Regions from separate parts of the Mus musculus genome. Here region 1 is linked to region 2. Evidence: chromatin contacts called from public promoter capture Hi-C data. All regions are on one chromosome and are shown on one strand. Each heading gives the region's core, a stretch centred on a gene start, on an enhancer-like site or on the middle of the called end of the contact. The rest is flanking DNA. Distances are from core to core; before and after follow the strand shown. Region 1 overlaps Stxbp1 (syntaxin binding protein 1). Region 2 overlaps Ak1 (adenylate kinase 1).

Region 1 (5,840 bases), core at 106-2,605, 180 kb after region 2:
CCCAACTGCAGCTGGCTTTGCGCCTTCTAGAGAAGCACTCTACCACCCAAGCTCCATCCAGCCCCTGCCTAACAATAGGCTACCCCACAGTGTTAGGAGCTCATCTATAAAGATCCATATATATCTTTCAATACCACAGAACACATACAAATCCTATGGTTTTTGGTTCCTTCTGCCAAGAGAAAACATTTGGATAAGCTCTAACATACTCAAATAAATTTCATATATTCTCTCAATCAGCTTTACCTTTGTGGAGATAAAAGCTTTATATTTTTTTCCACGGGGAGTTGCTGTTGGAACCTCCGGGTAAGGGTGGATGAAGTGCTAACAGCTTATGATGGAGGTGACCATCTGCTCTCAGCACATGACAAGCTGGGGTAACTGCCAATAAAAACAGCCTCCTATGCAGCAGATGGGTGCTCTAGAGTCTGCCCTTCCTCCTCGTCCCCTTTTAGGAACAAGCTACTTTGGTTATTCAAGGAGTCAGTGAAGAGGAGTGGGCAGTGCTCGGTGGTGCTTGGGCAGCACGGAGACCACTGCAGTCAGTAAGGGCGGGTGAAGGGATGACATCATCGGGCAGACACCATGGCAGCCCATTTCCCTTAAATAAACATCCGCACAGAAACAGACCGCACCTGGGACTCATAGGGGAGAAACGCAATGTTGATTTCCGTCAGCGTCTTGATGACTTTGGCTGCTCGGGATTTTACCAGCTCGTTAAATAGGGCATCTGGACACGCTGCAAGAATGAGAAAAAACAGTGGGGTTTCTGTCCATCCGTCTGTCCGTCCATTCATCTGCCAGCTCAGTCAACAGCCATGATGTCACTGCACCTATTTTTACTCAGATTCTAAAAAGGCACCTAGTAATACCTGCATCCCGTCCATGAGTTCCAGAGATGGAAAAGTACCTGCAGGGCCCTCAACACAGCAGCCAGCAGCTGACTGCGCTACCCAAGCCAATAAAGACTAGGTGCTGCTTCCAGGCAAAGGAGAGCACACAAGCAGGCGTTGAGAAAGGGTGAGGAAGAAAGCACACAGATTTGATGATGGAACCAAGAGCCAGCACAGGAGGCTCCTGGTGGAAAAACAGCTTGAGGTGCCAGGAGGGGTTCCATTCCTTTTCTGCAGTCTCAGCAGGGGTTGGGGTGTTACCCCGAGGGAGAAGAGTGGCGAGGCTACCACTCTGTCGCTGTGGCTGCTCCACTCGGAAAACTTATCCACACACAACCCAGCACAAAATCAAAAAGGCAACTCTGGGCCAGCCCATTGGAACAGTTATGGTCCAAAGACCTCACAGAAACAGCCCACGGGCTCCAGAGAATTCTGAATGGCCTTGTAATGGAGCACCCGGAAACTGTGCTCAGCAGGAAGCCCTCTGCTCCCAGAGGAGCCTGGTGGGCTAGCTTTCATCAGAAAGACAACAACTGCTACTACTTCTCCTTCTCTTTCTGATAGTGTTATACATTTGTGCATGTGTGTGTATACACTCAACGTGTGTGTGTATGTGTGTGTGTGTACACTTGTGCACGAGTGAATATATGCTTGTGCGTATGTGTGTGTATACACTCACATGTATGTTGTATACCTGTGCATGTGTGTGAGTATACACTTGTGCATGTGTGTGTGTGTCTTACAGTGTTCATCTGCTGAAGAGAGAAGATTAAGTAACTGTAGTACCGCTCATTTCTTCTGCTGTCCTGCCCCAGCTCAGCCTCCATGGAACTGTGAAGAAATGCCAACCTGGGCCAGCAGGAGCAGCCCATGGGGTACTTACAGTCTGTGAAGAACACATGCGCAGCCCGATATTTAGCAGTCGGCGGGTCCTTAAAATCACTGATCAGAGAGTGGACAGACTGTAAATAGGGGGGAAGGGGGACATTAAATTCAATTTTAGAAGCCAGTGCAACCTAAATCTGACTAAATCCACTGGTTTTGGGCTGCTTGTACTACAACAATGGTTTCCAGTGTGTGTCTCTAGTACTTCTGGTGTTTAGTCACAACCAGCTCTGAGCACTTAAAGGTAAGATTACTCCAGAATGTGGTTCACTCCAGAATGGCAGTGTCAGTGCCACTGGAACCTGGACTCACAAAACTGTTCAGAACCTTCGAGAAGATTCATAGGGATGTTCTGGCAGAAACTTACCTGAAGACCAGATTTTGAAAGTGAAGGCAATATGTGAAGACCAGGGGATTTTAAAAATAAATAAATAAATAAGCCCTTGGGGTTTCTATTGCTGAGCTAAACACTGTGACCAAAAGCAACTTGGAAAGGGAAGGGCCTACGTCAGCTCACAGTCCTATATCACTGTCTATTGCTGAGGGAAGGCAGGGCAGACACCTGAGGCAGGAGCTTAGGCAGATGCTACAGAGGAGCACTGCTGACTGTCTTGCTCTCTCGCTCAGCTTATTTTTGAAAGCACATACTACCCAGGACCACTTGGGCCTAGGAGTGGCACTGGCCACACTGGGCTGGGCCTCTCACATCAGTCACCAAGCAAGGAAGTGCCCTACAGACTTGCCTACAGATCATCTGGTGGATGATCTGGCATTTCCAAAACCAAAGTTCCTTTTCCCAGATTAACTTGTGTCAAGTTGACAAAAATAAAAACAGGGCTGGCGAGTTGGCTCAGCGGGTAAGAGCACTCACTGACTGCTCTTCCAAAGGTCCTGAGTTCAAATCCCAGCAACCACATGGTGGCTCACAACCACCTGTAATGAGATCTGACTCCTTCTTCTGGTGTGTCTGAAGACAGCTACAGTGTACTTACATATAATAAATAAACAAATCTTTAAAAAAAATAAAAAACAACAGCAAAACCAAACATCTGGCAAAAACTATCAGCAAAAAGGAGGAAAATGGTCCTGTAAGAATCTGATCTGAACAAGGTGGAAAAACTTGAGTAGCCACAAGCCATAAACCGCCAAAGCTTAGAGGTGGATCTACTGGAGAGCGTGAGGGAACTAGACAGTGGAGAGGGGCACTGGGTCCCAGCTCTGGCTGTCCACTCTGCCCCGCTACTGCATCTCTTGAGGCTCAATGCATGCCTTACTTCTCCCTGCATAAGAGCCCCACTTTCCCTGCTTCTGACAACATGCTTAACCTAGAAATGGCTGGCCCTCGCTCTGTGCCAAAGAGCCTAAGCCCAGAGTCTCAGCCTGAGCGGGGAACTCAGGGATTTACCTTCTCAGATGGGGTGATGAGGTACACGGCCTCCAGGCTGGGGAGTGGCTCTCGGCGCTTGTTGATATCCTCCACAACTACACAAAGACACACAGCCCACAGTGATTAAGAGAACTAGAAGCTATCTGGCCAGGCCCTCAGGCTAGCACACACAACCTACAGAGAGCCCTTCCCCTTCTTTAAGCACCATGTTCCCTGGAAATAAAGCCCATTGCTTCACTTCACCACAGTATTAGAAACTGTGGAACCTACAATAGTAGGCCCTCCCAACTACACTAAGAGCTTTTGAGCTGTTCTCAGAGAGAGGCTGCACTCTGTCAGGACAGACCCTTTGCCCCTTCAGTTTCTTCTCATCTAAACGATCCCCTAGAATTCCTTTCAAATTCCATGACGGCTTCATCTGTCACCAACTCTCTTGAGCTGGGGACACAGCTCATGGTGTAGAGCACTTGCCAGGTACACATGGTTCAAGGTTCAACTGGCAGCTCTGTACACTGAGCCACAGGCCACGGAGGGATGCACCCCTAATAGGCATTGCAAACACATCGTTCATATAACTGCACTTCTTCTAACAGCTCCAGGATGAAGCAAGGCCGGGGGCTTTGGTTTACAAATTTTCTTTACAGACACAGACCAGGTAATATAGACCAGAGTGGCCTTGAATTCAGAGCTCTTCCTGCCTCTGCCTCTGGAGTGCTGGGATTATAAATGTGAGCTGCCACACAAGGCTAGCCCACATAATTATACAACCAGCACTTTACTGACTAACCCATCTCCTTAGCCATTTTCTTTCTGGCACTTGTGTTTATTGGACTCAGTGAAGTAACCGTGGGCAGTAAGAGGCTGCCTGTTTCCATTGTTGTAAGATATGCTGTACCATGAACATTCTACTCTTTTTTTTTTATACACAGCATGTCACTCATAGCCCAGGCTGAACCCAAGCCTCACTACATAGCCCAGGCCATTCTTGAATTTATGATAATCCTCGACTGCTGAGTGTTGAGATTCCAGCCATGTGCCAGCATATCCAACTAACCATCTCCTCTTTTTTTTTCTAATTGTTTATTGACTGAGTTAGTGTGTATGTGTGTGTACATGTGTGCACATGTGTGCACATGGGGGTTGGAGGGAAATCTATGGAAGTAGGTTTTCTCCTTCCACTGTGTGGGTATAGGGATCACAAGTGGGTTATCAGACTTGGCAGCAAATGTCCTTGCCCACCACATTGGATCAGCAGCCCTGACCTTTCTATACTTGATGGGTATTTTGGCTGTTTCTGTGTGGGCCTCTTGTGAGCAACAGTCTGTGGACACTCCAGTTCATGTTTGCTGAGCACATACCTGAGTTAATTCAGAATACACATCTGACTCTGAGCCTGCTGGGCCACATGCACACATACCTTAAACTCTAGCAAATATTGCCAAGTGCTTTTTGGAGCAGCTGTGTGGCCTGGCATGACATCACACTGGGAACTGCAGTTTCCGACGCTTCACTGAGCTTATCAACCCCACACGGAGTCCCTCATCGATATGAAGGTGGAAACTTCTCACATACATGTCAGCTATTTGGGTCTCTTCCTTCCTTAAGTATTTTGGTTTTGTTTCCCCCCTCTTCTGGGTAGAGTGTCGTCTTGCTTTTTAAAACGTTTATTTTTAAAGTATGCATATAGGTGTGTCTTTCTTTGGGTTTGTGCCCATGAAGGCCAGCAGAGGGCACCAGATTCCCCTAATGTAGGTGCTGGGAACTGAACCTGTATCCTCTGCAAGACTCTTAACCACTGAGCCATGGCTCCAGCCCCAGTCTTCTTTCTCCACCTAGCCCTTCTATTCGGCATTCCTTTATCATACCCTTACAGAGCACCCAGCACTGCATTCTGTGCGGGCTCCAGTCAGGGCTTATCGTCTTACCACAGGGGTTGCTAGAAGTATGTAAATTCACGGTACAGTAATGAACAGGGAGAGTAGCGCATGCCGCAAGGGAAGGTGGAGAGAGCATACTCACTTGTGATGCCCTCGGTCATGATGTCTGTCATCTTGCAGCAGGAGGACAGCATCCTCATGCTTAACTGGTCCACCACCAGCACCTGGAAGGAAGAGGAGAGCTCAGGGCTGCAGTGTCTGCCCTTCTTCCCTCACTGGCTTCCAAGCGAGCACTCTGGAGTGTGGAGACAGTCTTCCTTCCCTGTGGCCCACAGTTATGCTCAGATAGACACTGACCTTTACCTCCAACTTCACCGTCTGACAACAGTGTTTGCTGCCACTGACGTGACGTCATAAACTATCAAAATACCCCTAAGCATTTACACAAAAGGCAATAAAGAGGAGGGAGTCAGGGGCTGGAGAGATGGCTCAGTGATGGCACTGGCTGCTCTTCCAGAGGACCCAGGTTCAATTTTCAGCATCCACAGGGCAGCTCACAACTGTCTGTAACTCCAGTTCCAGTAAGAGGCTCTGACATCCTCACACAGACATGTGGCAGGCAAAACCCCAATGAACATGAAATAAAAATAATTTTTAAAAAAAGAGAGAGAATCATGTAGAGCACCAACACTGTGGTATTCTCAGGTCCTAACTCGCTCTCCTGGGAGACTGGCTAGTGTCCACACAGGGTGGTTCATGGGGCTCAGCACAGCTACCATCAGGATATCTACATTCACC
Region 2 (6,035 bases), core at 2,748-5,247:
TAAGGGCAACCTTAATCCTTCTGCCTCCACTTGTCTTCCTGTGTGCTGAGATTACAGGTGTGTGTGTGGACCTCCACCACTCCTGGTTTTGGGGGCACTGGGAATCAAGCCCATGGCCCTGTATACGAGGCCAGCACGCTACAGAGTGAGCTGCATCCCGGGCTGGGCAGGTTTTCTGTGCCTGACTGGGGTCTGGCATGGGCAAAGGGCAAAGGGCCATGGGCTCACCAGCTGGGGCCACGTGGTCACTGGGTGCCAAGGAGCTGTGCAATGGGCATACAGCTAGGTGGGAAGCTGGGGTCAGGGGTGGCCTTCCTGAAGAAGGCTCCCTTGGTATAGACCTGCCAGGCCTTGCCATCCTTTGGCTGGTTTTAAAGCTTGTCCTGTCACGCTATGTCCCAACCCTTATCCTCGGCGTTAAGACAAGAGCATGCAGATTAAGGAGTGTGAGCTGCCATAGACAAGGATGTGGGATCAAGGACCAGGCCTGGGACCCGGAGAGGACACCCAGGGATGCCAAGAAGAGCTGGCATCTCTCTTCTGCTCTTTATTCTTTGGTCTCATTACACAGGAAGCCTCTGTTGGTACTCACTTGTCCTGGGGCCCCGTCTCCATCCCTAGTGACTTCCCCTGTAAGCCCAGATAGCCTGTAAGCCAGCAGCCATGGCTGTCCCAGGGACACCTGCCCCTGGGGGTGACGGTGCTCACTCCTTTCTGTTTACTACCAGTGGGGCCACCTTTCCTTCTGCATTGCCTATTTAAGCTGTCCTTTAAAATAAATAAATGTATTTCAGTTATAAGAAGTGAGTGTATTGAAACACAGGGAGGTTCAGAGGAAGAGGGCAGGCATCACCAGGCACAGCCTTCTGCCTGATCAGGTTTGCCTCTGTCCCCCAGGGTGACTTCAGGAAAGCAAAAGGCTCTGGAGCCCCGCACCAGTCTGTGACAGCTCTGCTCCAATGCTGTGTGCATGTGCATATACACACAGACACGCATGAGCGCACATAGGCATGTGCACACATGCACACGCACACTGCAGCCCCGCTGAACATGGATCTCTTAAGGCCGGCCTAGGAGCAGACAGAGGATGCACAGAAGAGGGGAAAGCTGGAGAAAACGGCCTGAAAAATCCCCATTATCTTAATGTGCTAATTACAGCTCAATTAATTCAAGTGGGTCCCAGTTTATGAAGACCTGGCTGATTAAACTAGAAAATTCTCCAGAATCAGATCACAGAGTCCATTAGTATCTGAGGGGACCTCATTCCGGGACCCCCAAACATACCCAGAGCTCAGTAACCCTAAATCCCGTATAGAATGCTGCAGGAGAAAACCGCAGGCACTCGCCTGTGGGCCTGCATAGGGATAGGGATGTAGAGACAGGAGGACCAGAAGTTCAAAGTTACCCTCAATGAGAGAGAGAGAGAGATTAATTGCTGGCCTGGTAGCTTATACCTCTATGGAAAGGCAGGGGGATCTTACAGGTCGGTGGGGGCCAGCCTGGGTCATAATGTAAGAACTGATGTAAAAGGAAAGAAAAAAGGAAGGCCAGCTGGCCTCCCTTTTATATGTCCAGTTCTAGGCCAGCCAAAGTAACCCCAGCATTTTGGATACAGAAATGGAAGGATCATGGAAAATTCAAACCAGCCAGGTAAACCTGGATCTCTAAGCAGCTAGACAACAGAGTGAAAGTCACTCTCAAACTCCACTCCCTGTTAAAATAAGAAAGAAAGAAAGAAAGAAAGAAAGAAAGAAAGAAAGAAAGAAAGAAAGAAAGAAAGAAAAAAAAAAGACAGAAACAAGAACAAACAAAACAAAACAACAAACCCAAGCTAGAACCTGCACACACCTTCCAGTATGTTCTGCATGGCCTCTCGATGACAGGTAATCCATAAGACAGTATAGATAGTATACGTGCTATTATACTGTAAGGAGCAGAACGTCATCTCCATATAGATATCAGGGCGGGGGAAATCCTTTTTTTGTTTGTTTTGAGACAAAGTCTTGTGTTATGTAGCCCTGGCCGGCCTGGAACTTGCTATGTAGAACAGAATGGCCTCGAACTCACAAGAGATCCTCCCGTGTTTGCCTCTGGAATCCTGGGATTAAAGATCGGTGCCACCACCCCCTGCCAAAAGGCCACTCATTTGAGATGAGGCTTGCTGTGTTGTCAAGGCTGGTCTTGAGCTTCTAGCTCCAACTCCCTTTTCCTCCCAAACTCTGAAATTCCAGGCAGGTGCCAACACACACACACACACACACACACACACACACACACACACAACTACAGGATTTGAGCCACCAAAGACACTTCAATCCTAAAGGATGACTTGAAGTGACTTGGAGGAATTAGGACATTTTCCAGAATGCTCATAGCCATTGTGACCATAGCAGGATCCCTCACTGTTACCCCACCAGTACACCGTACTTGTGTGGTTTCCCTCTTCTTCCCAAATTTCCTCAAGGCAGGTTCGCTGAAGCCAGGGGTGATGCAGGACCACACTCTGCATTTGACCTTGCGGGACCTCACGCTCACATTCTGCAGGCACGCTGCCCCTGAGTTCCGGCTGGCTGGGGCCAGACCTCTCCGCATTGAGGACTGCTCTGCCTCTCATCTTACTTGGTCCTATAATAGGACAACTATCCTGATGAAGTTCCTCCTTCCAAGTCATCCTCTGGCTTCTCCTGGAGTCCAAGCTGCTTTCTGCACTGCTGTTCCTGCATACCCACAGCTAGCTAGGGAGGATGTAAGTGCTCAAGTTTGAGCCTTAAGAACAAGGAGTTCTTGTAGGTAGGGCCCGTGGGAGGGTTTACAGCCAGGCAAGAAGGTCTGACCTGCAGTTTTTCCAGCATACCGGAATCCTGAAGGAGCTTGGGGAAAGCCGGTTGGCTAGGCATTGCGCTGCACACTTGTAAACCCAGCCCTTGGGAGGCTGAGACAGGAAGACATCACGAATGCAAGATCAGCCAGGGCTACAAGAAGGAACACCAGACCTAGTGCCTGGAGAGATGGCTCAATGGCTAAGAGAACCTTTATAGAGGACCAAAGTTCTGTTTCAGGGACCCATGTGGGAAGGAGGGGATGAGGGCTCACAATTGCCTCTAACTCCAGCTCCAGGGGACCCCAAACCCTTCTGGATTCCAAGAGTACCCACATTCATGTACATGAACACACACATATAAAAATAGTATTTTTTTTTTTTTTTAAATCAGGGCTAGGGCTGGGGCTACAGTTCAGTGGACTGAATGTTTGTGTAGCACACAAAGTTCTGGGTTTGATCCCCAGTGCTGTGTAAACTCGACATGGTGGCACATGCAAGTCATTGTAGCATTTGAGCTTAGAAGCAGGAGGAGGAGAAATATAAGGACCTAGGAGCCTATAGGAAGTTTGAGGGTAGCCTGGGCTACATGAGAGCTTGTCTCAAAAAAAAAAAAAAAAAACTAATTAAAAAACAAAGCAGGTCAGGTGCAGTGATGGCTTCCAGGCAGCTGGCCGCCAGGTCACACTGCCGTCAGCTCAGGAAAACCAGCTCTGCTCTTCAGCGGCTGAAGCAGAGGTCAGAGGAAGGCAGTAGCCTGCTGGTGCGGAGCAGGGTCTTCTCTGGCGTCACTGGGGTGTGGTGGGCATCAGAAGGTCACCGATGCTGTCATTGTCTTCTGGTCTCTAGGGACATTCCAGGCAGCTGTTTGTTGCAGTGTGGGGGGAATGTTCTCTGTAGCTTGTAAGATTGATGCTGCTATGCCCAGAGAGTGTCAGAGAAAGCATGCTGCAGGCAGGCATTGCAGGGGGCGGGGTGGCCTCAGATGCCTCCCCTGGACTGCACCCCCATGCCTTGGCCTCAGGGCCCCCTGAGTGCCTGGGCCGGAGGCACTGAAGTGGGAGAGGAAGGAAGTGGGGAGCAGAGGAGGCCAAGGCTGTCGCCTCCCAGACCCGAGAGGGGCCTCGAGTAAACAGGAAGGCCTGGCGGCTCCACGGTGGGGGTGTTTGGAGGGCTGGGGGCCAGGAGCCCTTCTGAACATGTGCAGACTGTGAACACAGGGCTTCCTTGCTGGGGAAGTGGGCCCAGAGAGGTTGTAAAGCTTCACCTAGATTGCAGAGCAGTAACACTTTCATCTGCCTCCCCGCTACCCCCAAGTCAAAGTCATCTATCTCTCAGGCCTTAGATTCTCTTAGTCCCTGGAGACCTGCCAGGAGCCCAAAAATCCTGGATGGTTCTAATGTACATATGAAAAAATATATATTTATTCAAACTGCTTAGAGTTAAGAAGGAAGAATCTACTTTCTTCTTTTTTTCCTCTCTTTCTCTCTCTCTCTTTCTTTCTTTCTTTCTTTCTTTCTTTCTTTCTTTTTCTTTCTTTCTTTCTTTCTTCCTTTCTTTCTTTCTTTCTTTTTTCTTTTGTTTGTTTTTCCAAGATGGGATTTCTCTGTACAGTAGCTCTGGCTGTCCTGGAACTTGTTCTGTAGCCCAGATTGGCCTTGAAATTATAGAGATCCGGGACTGGCGAGATGGCTCAGTGGTTAAGAGCGCCGACTGCTCTTCCAAAGGTCCCGAGTTCAAATCCCAGCAACCACATGGTGGCTCACAACCATCCATAATGAAACCTGATGCCCTCTTCTGGAGTGTCTGAAGACAGACTTTCATATAATAAATAAATAAATCTTTAAAAAAAAAAAAAAAGAAAAGAAATTATAGAGATCCATTTGCCTCTGCTACACAAGTGGGCTTTTCCACCACTGCCCAGCAAGAACCCACTCTTGATTTTGTTCCGAGACAGGTTCTCCCTGTGTATTGCATGCTGTCTTGGAACTTAAAATTCTCCCGAGTGCTGGGATTACAGACGCACTGTGATCGGATCTTGGGGTACAGGTTGCCACAGGAACATGGCTCCTGCCATTGGAAACAGAAGGTCACTTTGAAGGCATCTGTTCTTCTAATGCACGGGTGCCTGACCCCTGGCACCAGCTGCATTTTGGGGACATTGTCCCCTCTCTGGGAGGCTGTCCTTAGGCTCACATGCCTCTCTGCACCCACATTCTGGGGCTTCAGACTGTCACTTAAGAGACATGGCACTGTGCAAGCAGGTAACAAGGCCCATCATGTCCCTCTAGTGTGTCTAACATGGCTGCTATTCCCACCACCCACACCAGGCAGTTCACAACCATTCATAACTCCAGCTCCAGGAGACCCAATGCTTCTGGCCTCCTGGGGTATTACATGCAGACACACACACACACACACACACACACACACACACACACACACACCTACACATAATTTAAAAATAATACAAATTTAGCTGGGTGTGGTGGTACATGCCTTTAATGCTAGCACTTGGGAGGCAGAGACGTGGATCTCTATGAGTTCAAAGCCACCTTGGTCAACAGAGTTCTGGGGCAGCCAGGGCTACACAGAGAAACTCTGTCTCAACACCCCCACTCTCAGCTCCACCACAACCACCACCCCCCAAAAAGGAAAAAGAGATAAGAAAGAAAGGAAAGGAAAAGAAACAAACATAGCCGTTGACCTAAGGAAGTGTCTGTTTGTGATGGGAAAGGACACCATATCAGCTAGTGGCCCAAAGGCCTGCTGTTCATGTGAGAGAGGTATCTTATTTTTATGTGTAAGGGTGTTTTGCCTGTGTGTATATCTGTGCACCATAAATGCCTGGTGCCTGAGGAGACCAGAAGAGGGCATAGGATCCCCTGGAACTAGAGTGACAGATGTCTTTGAGCTGCCATGTAGGTGATGGTCCTTTGGAAGAACAGCCACTGTTTTTAAAGACTGAGCCATCAAGAGAGGCCATTGTTAAAGAGACAGTCAGGGGCTGGAGAGGTGGCTCAGTGGTTAAGAGCACTGGCTGTTCTTCCTAAGGTCCTGAGTTCAACTCCCAGCAACCACGTGGTGGCTCACAAACTTTTGTAACTCCAGTTCCAGGGGCATCTGACGGGTCTTGTCACATCCTTGGGTACTGTACACACATGATACATATACCTACACATAGGTCCACACACATACACATAAAATTAAATGTTAA

What was found. Capture Hi-C pulls out chosen DNA fragments and counts their contacts.
Region 1: a contact with region 2 is called in a promoter capture Hi-C map of liver. The contact joins two enhancer-like sites. A contact is called at or near these places in 4 of 39 promoter capture datasets (the C10 cell line, the HPC-7 cell line, HPC-7-derived erythroid cells and 2 more), 1 of 15 datasets of contacts at CTCF or cohesin (large pre-B cells), 1 of 484 Hi-C or Micro-C datasets (pancreatic cancer cells) and 4 of 9 other capture datasets (adipose tissue, embryonic trunk, liver and 1 more).

Annotation. Positions count from the first base shown.
Region 1 is chr2:32,816,651-32,822,490 of GRCm38.p6, forward strand. Stxbp1 (syntaxin binding protein 1) reads right to left here. Exons shown (of 19, transcript NM_009295.2): 3 at 5,185-5,266; 4 at 3,184-3,260; 5 at 1,777-1,855; 6 at 636-739. Among named protein-coding and RNA genes, the nearest start is that of Gm24165, 12 kb to the right of the region's middle. Within about 2 kb of position 1,356, at least 54 of the 459 cell types and tissues checked have an H3K27ac peak or open chromatin away from gene starts, as enhancers often do.
Region 2 is chr2:32,634,259-32,640,293 of GRCm38.p6, forward strand. Ak1 (adenylate kinase 1) reads left to right here. Exons shown (of 7, transcript NM_001198791.1): 7 at 1-800. Among named protein-coding and RNA genes, the nearest start is that of Eng, 9.3 kb to the right of the region's middle. Within about 2 kb of position 3,998, at least 112 of the 459 cell types and tissues checked have an H3K27ac peak or open chromatin away from gene starts, as enhancers often do.